Regions from separate parts of the Hordeum vulgare genome. Here region 1 is linked to region 2. The links are chromatin contacts, called in public Hi-C maps. All regions are on one chromosome and are shown on one strand. Each heading gives the region's core, a stretch centred on a gene start, on an enhancer-like site or on the middle of the called end of the contact. The rest is flanking DNA. Distances are from core to core; before and after follow the strand shown. Region 1 has its middle 170 kb from the start of LOC123425760. Region 2 holds the start of LOC123425760.

What was found. Hi-C and Micro-C count contacts between places; a contact is called where the count stands out from the background.
Region 1: a Hi-C map of seedling shows a contact between it and region 2, with 5 times the contacts expected there. The contact joins the enhancer-like site here to the promoter of LOC123425760 in region 2. A contact is called at or near these places in 2 of 6 Hi-C or Micro-C datasets (leaf and seedling).

Annotation. Positions count from the first base shown.
Region 1 is chr2H:185,099,834-185,103,159 of MorexV3_pseudomolecules_assembly, reverse strand. No RefSeq gene overlaps it. Among protein-coding and RNA genes, the nearest start is that of LOC123425760, 170 kb to the right of the region's middle. Within about 2 kb of position 1,914, at least 3 of the 3 cell types and tissues checked have open chromatin away from gene starts, as enhancers often do. A contact at or near this core is called in leaf and seedling, where this site is marked.
Region 2 is chr2H:184,928,234-184,931,173 of MorexV3_pseudomolecules_assembly, reverse strand. It overlaps LOC123425760, which reads left to right and starts at 1,456. Exons shown (of 14, transcript XM_045109480.1): 1 at 1,456-2,078.

The DNA.
Region 1 (3,326 bases), core at 665-3,164, 170 kb before region 2:
TTAACACACTAATAGGTCTCATAAAATTTCAATAAATACATATTTTGATGAACCACTTCTGTAAACAGATTCACCTATACCCTGGTCGTCTAACCAAATAGTTTCCACTCCTACGTGCAGAAACATGCTTACTCAATAATAAAGCCCATTTGCATAGCCTGGATGAATCAAATCAAATTCTCTCTAGCCTCGACGAGATAGATGTATATTGGTATCCCCTTCCATCCACTATGCTCTCTTGGTTCATGATTAATCTAACAATAGGATGGGGTACCACTCATCTGAATATACACGTGAGCAAAGCAAACAATCATATGATGATCAAGTAATAATTGATTGGTTAAGAACATAACTAAAGGCAAGAAGAGTGCAATTTTGAAAAAATAGATAACTGCAAGATAATGAAGCTTGCATTTCTACTACACCATATGAGAAAAAGTTCGACAACCATGAAATCCCGAATCTGAAACAAATGCGTGCCCGAAACTTACATGTGGTAGTTTACTTTGGCATCGAGTGAAACTAGCCTTGATATCAAGTAACTAAACATAGGATGTGCGTTGAAACTTAGGCCTGCGATCTCAATATCAATGGTACATGGAGGTGAGCCATGTTGGTGTAGCCATTCGGTGAGAAATAGGAGGCATGATGACGCAGAAGTGGAACACATCGAGCAGAGCAAAGACGACAGGGAGGGGTGTTGATGGTGTAGGGAAAGTACGATGCCGAGCAATAGTGGAGCCAAAGGCAAGGACACACTGACAACCACGTCGCTGTAGCTGTGCCATATTGCCAACCCACTAACTTGATGGGTCTCTCTCTCTCTCTCCCTCGGTTACCTAGGAGCTTTGTCGATAGCCTTGCCATCATGCACATCGTTATCTGAGGCCTTTACACAAATATAATGCCTCTATGAAGCCCTGTGCTTCTACTCTTCTACATACACTAGAACTGTACCACAGTTAACCCAAGTAGAGTGAAGAGACATTTAAATATCTAAATTTACCTTGGGGTAGATGGTTGATGATCTCGTGAAGGAACCACTGCTATCCGAGGACGGTGGTGCGCCTATCACGAGTGTACATGGGGTTGTTGAAGTCTTGAGTATGGTGACATGTGCGAGCTCCTCCTACAACACGTGCATGGTGACCTCATTGATCTTGACGTGTCGGACATGACCTTGGCCACAGCGGGAACATCATCACTACCGTCCACGAGATGCGCACAACAGAGTGATGGGTACGAGATGTTGAGGAATCGGTGGTGGAAACGAGGGTGGGGTCGCGCTGGTGGTGAACATTCTTCAAATACATACCAGTATTTTTTAGTATATGATGGATATTTTTAGAATAGACTAAATATTTTCTTATTATGCGATGATATTTTTGTTATAATACATTACACATTTTTTAATATGTGTACACTAAAAAAAGTTCACCATATATTAGAAAAATGTTCTAAGTATATCAAATTATATTGATCATATAATTATAAAATTTCATGGTATTCTATATAAATTTTAGTGTATATAATAAAAGTATTTATTGTATACTAAAAATATATTCAATATGTTTATTAAAAATGTTCACCAGATACTGATAAAGTTCAGTATGAGTTTTAAATTATTTTTTTCGTATATTAGAAATAATTAACCTTATAGGAAAAGAAAATGAGCTAAATAAAACAAATAGAAGATAAACAAAAAATCATAAAAAGAGAAAAATAAACAATTAAAAACGAAGAAAAATACCAAAACAGAACAGCCATTACGTGGGCCAGCACGCCTGGAGTAGTCTTCGGCGAAGCGTCAAATAGGGCGTTAGATAGGAGTTTTTGATCTAGGCGGGTCCAGCAAGGATCAGGTCCAGGATGCCAACCAAACAAGTTTTAAACCTAACTTAGATCGTTGTTCTCTGAGTCGGACTATAAAACACAGGAGGTCCTATGCACCGCTCATTGCGGCACCGTGTCAATCATTCACACTGAGACGAACCAACTGGCGATCGAAATGGACTGGCCCAATTGTGTGAGAACTCACAAGTTACAACGTCCGGTTTATGGACCCTTCTAGAAGGTACCTAACTAGTTTTGGGAACCTTCTATAAAGATCTTAAACTAGTATATATACGGTTTCTTCTGTTTCTTTTTTTTGTTTTTTAAATTTATTAATTCATTTTGTTTCTTTTCTAGTTTATTTCTTTTTCTTTTTTCGATTCCTTTTCTCCTTTTCTTTTTCAGTTTTTATGCTATTTATTTTATTTACTTATTCTTCTGCTTCTTGTTCTTCAGAATTAACAAAAAGATCAAAATTTTGGAAAATGTTCAGAAGTTACAAAAATGTGCAGTTTTTGAAAAAAAAAGAATTATTTTGAGAATGACACTATTTTTTCATTTCGACCATTCTTTTGGAAACGTTCATCTTTTCAAAAAATGTACCTTTTTGCAAACAGGAACATTTTTTGAAAAGTTGTGCAGTTGTTTAATATGAGATTTTTTTGGAAACACGAACATTTCTGAAAAGTTGTGAATAAATATTCAAGCGGGAACATTAATTGAAGCTATGTACAGTTTTTGAAACTGAATTTTTTTTAAACTTCCATACATTTTTTGAGAATGAAAAAACCTTTTTTAGAAAATGAAGAACATTTTCTAAAATCCCCGAACATTTTTAAATCATGAATATTTTCAGTATTGGTGAAGAAAATTTGAACAAGTTTTCCATTTGTGAACAATTTAAAAAACAAAAGATTTTTGGTAAAACAAGATTTTTTTATACAAACGTGAAGACAGTAACATTCTGACCCAGCTTATTTTTTATTTGAAATAATTCTAGTAAATGTTTTTCTATTTTTTACAATTCTAGAACATTTTTTTCAACTGCCAGAATATTTTCCAACTTCTGGAACATTTTCTAAATTACGGAAAATTTTATCCAAAAATACGAAATATTTATATAAGAAATTCAGATTTCTTTTCTAAAATTCCAGAGCATTTTTTTTCCAAATTCCTGAACATTGTTCAAAAATCTGGAACATTTTATCAAATTCGGAACATTTTTCCAAATTCCGGCAGATTATGTAAAATGCGAAAACATTTTATTAAATTCCGAAACAATTTTTAAAATTACGGAACAATTTTCAAATTGCGGAAACATTTTTCAAAATCCGGAACATTTTCTAAATTCTAGAACATTATTTTAAATACCTGAACTTTTTTTATATTCTGGAGGGGTTTTCATATTTCTGAACATTTTTCAAATTTCGGAATTATTTCTCAAATTCTGGAAGATTTTCTTAAATTCCGGAACATTTTTTGAAACTCCAAAA
Region 2 (2,940 bases), core at 207-2,706:
TATATGTAAGTGTAGTGACTTAAGACTAACCATGTCATGCTCCAGAAAAGTATTTACTCGTCTTACAATGTGACGATGTGTTGATGGGTATATCTCATCTTTCTTTAGCAGGGAAGACACAAACATGCTTGCAATGTGTACCTTTCCACCCACTCTATCTTGTAGATGCTCCTGGGCACTAATGCAATATATGTATGCATTTATTACCTATAGTTTCGAAGATAGAATACATTTAAATGTTAATACACTTATCATGCGAAAATAGAATACATTTTTGTTAGTTTAAAAGAGTGTGTGGTTTGACTTAGTTCATCGTGCAAAAACACATCATCGTGCGTAAGACATCTCATCTCAGCACTTGATAATAATGCATCATTGATATGCACCAACTTAGTATTTGAATGTAAGGGCATGATTGTTTTAATAATTGAAATATCGTGCGGGGTGCAAATATAATCTGTCATGGGACGACATGAAACCAAATTAGTAGATCATAAAAAAGACCAATAGAATGAAAAAGTTGATAAGCACTGTAAAAGTAAGTACCTTGTGGTGTAATATTAGTATTTGCTCTTTTTGGTTTGGTATGACCTGAATTGGATGTATCTATATGTTGTGTAGTAGTTCCTGAGTTTTTGTTCTCTTCCAATGACATATTCGTCGGGCTCTTATCGGTAGCTTTTTTTTGATGATCCACGGTATTCATATCTATCACCTTCGGGCTCTTGTTGATAGGTAACTTTCGATGGTCATCAATATCCGTATCTGTGACTAACACATCCTGCAAAAGTGAAATATATATAAAATATAATTTGAATAGAGTATTAATTTTTTTCGGGCTACAATATCATAATTCATATGCAACTTACAAAATAAAAGAATAAAAAGATTGATAACAAATAAACTTGGTAGCCATGACATATTGTCTAAATACCTTGCTTAATATGCTCTAATATATACTTCGGCGTTGCAACAAAAATCAATTCTACAACTGAAACTAGTGCACTTACGCCATGCCACTTTCTATTTTCAGGGTATGAAATATCCATCGATAGCTAATTTTTATGATCCAGTCACGTACAAACGTACAGTTAACTGTTATAGACAAAAATTAAGCTAAAGTATTCTACTTATTTTTTTTCCCTGCCTTTTCTGAACCGTGATTCCTTTTGAGATATAGGCAAAAAATCACACTGCAGTGGACACTATAGGCAAAAAATCATACTGCAGTCGACAATGCGGCACCATGCTGTGTTGGTGGTGCAGGAGCTCACTGTCGGCTTGCTTTCAAAGAATTCAGTCGTTATTTTTCATACAGCCTAGCAAACTAATTGGTCTGGTGGTTCCTGAATGCACTATCAAAGAATTCAGTCGTTTTAAGCTAATTGGTCCCGTGACAACACACCTGTTTAACTAATCTCCGTCACTCTCTCTTATCTCGATCCCCGTGGCAACACACCAGTCCCAGAGCACGCCGTTTCCCATCCCCGTCACTCTCTCTTATCTCACCATCACCACTCATCTCGTTCCCCATCCCCTTCCCCTCCCCGTGTTATCCACTCAGGAGCTCATCGATGCTGCCGCCGGCGCGCCGTGGCGCACGCATTGCGACGGCGTGACTGATACCTCCCGGAGCAACTGTGCGACCCCCGCCTCTCCCTATGGCATGGCTTCGCCATCGTCAGCCTCCCACCCCAACCCCACTGCTCCGTGCTGTCCTTGCAAAGTCCAGGGGGCAGCGCTCTCGCTGACGAGCGCGCTGTCGGCGGCATCCACGTGCGGCGCCCTCTGCCCCGCGTCCCCCGCTCCGCGCCTCCGGCTGCGCGGCGCCAGGTCGGTCGGCCTCTTCGGCTGGCAACGCGCGGTCGGCCTATTCTACTGGCAACGCCCGGCGAGGCACGCGCGCCGTGGAGCGTGAGGACACCCTGCAGCAAGCCGTACTCGCCCGGATGGGCGGAGATCGAGCAGGAACGGAGGAATTGATTTTACCTTCTCACGGTCGGCTCCCCTCTCTCCCTCCGCGTCCTGCATCGGCAACTCCGTTGGATTGGTACCGTCGGTGAAGTTTGATCTTCGAGGTAAGCAAAAATAGTCAATAGTAGATTGAGTCCATCTTATATATACACGCTTTGAAGGCTAGCTAGATGAGTAGTATCGTATATGGTTAGGATTAGGTTGTTTGGATAAGGAGTTTTTGCCTATTCTGTTTCTGTTGGAAAAAAAGAGGACTCGGATAAATAAACTATCAATTCGTTTATTTTTGTTAAGTTGTTTGTCTATCGTATTATACCAATAATTTCCGTGCTTGTGTCGGAGTGAACTGAATAAACAGAGCCAAAAAATATGGCCAGATTTGGTTTCAAAGTTTCACCATGCTGTCGTGACTTCGTTTTGTCTTTGCTCCCCCGCCCCCCTAACAAGCAAAATTATGAATCTGGACGTACTTTTCATTGGCAATGATGAGAATAACATATGCAATGATGATAAATAACATATGATGAGAATAACATATATAGTGACAAGTGAACTGAAGTCACGGAGGCATATGAAAAGTACAAGTACAAGTGTGCTCTCTACACGGTGGAGGCATCTGCCTTGGTTGCTGCCTGAACTCAGCATCGATGTCCAAGATTTCCTATCCGCTCCGTGCGCTGACCCTATTGATGAAAATGATATGGAGCAAGCCATGGCCTCTTTGACCAAAGAAACCATGAGTTTCTTGAATAAACAACAGAGAGAATTCACTATCTCAAGTTTGCATCTTAACCTCTATTTGATCAACACTTTCCTTCACAAAGTTGGCCCACTGATAGGTGATGCAATTAACAGTGGTTTGTTGAAAGATTTGGATCTTGGCATTCTTGATAAGACATGGACTAACGACCGTAGCGACGAAGAGATGCAACAACGAGCTCAACACATAGATGGTTTTTTCACTGC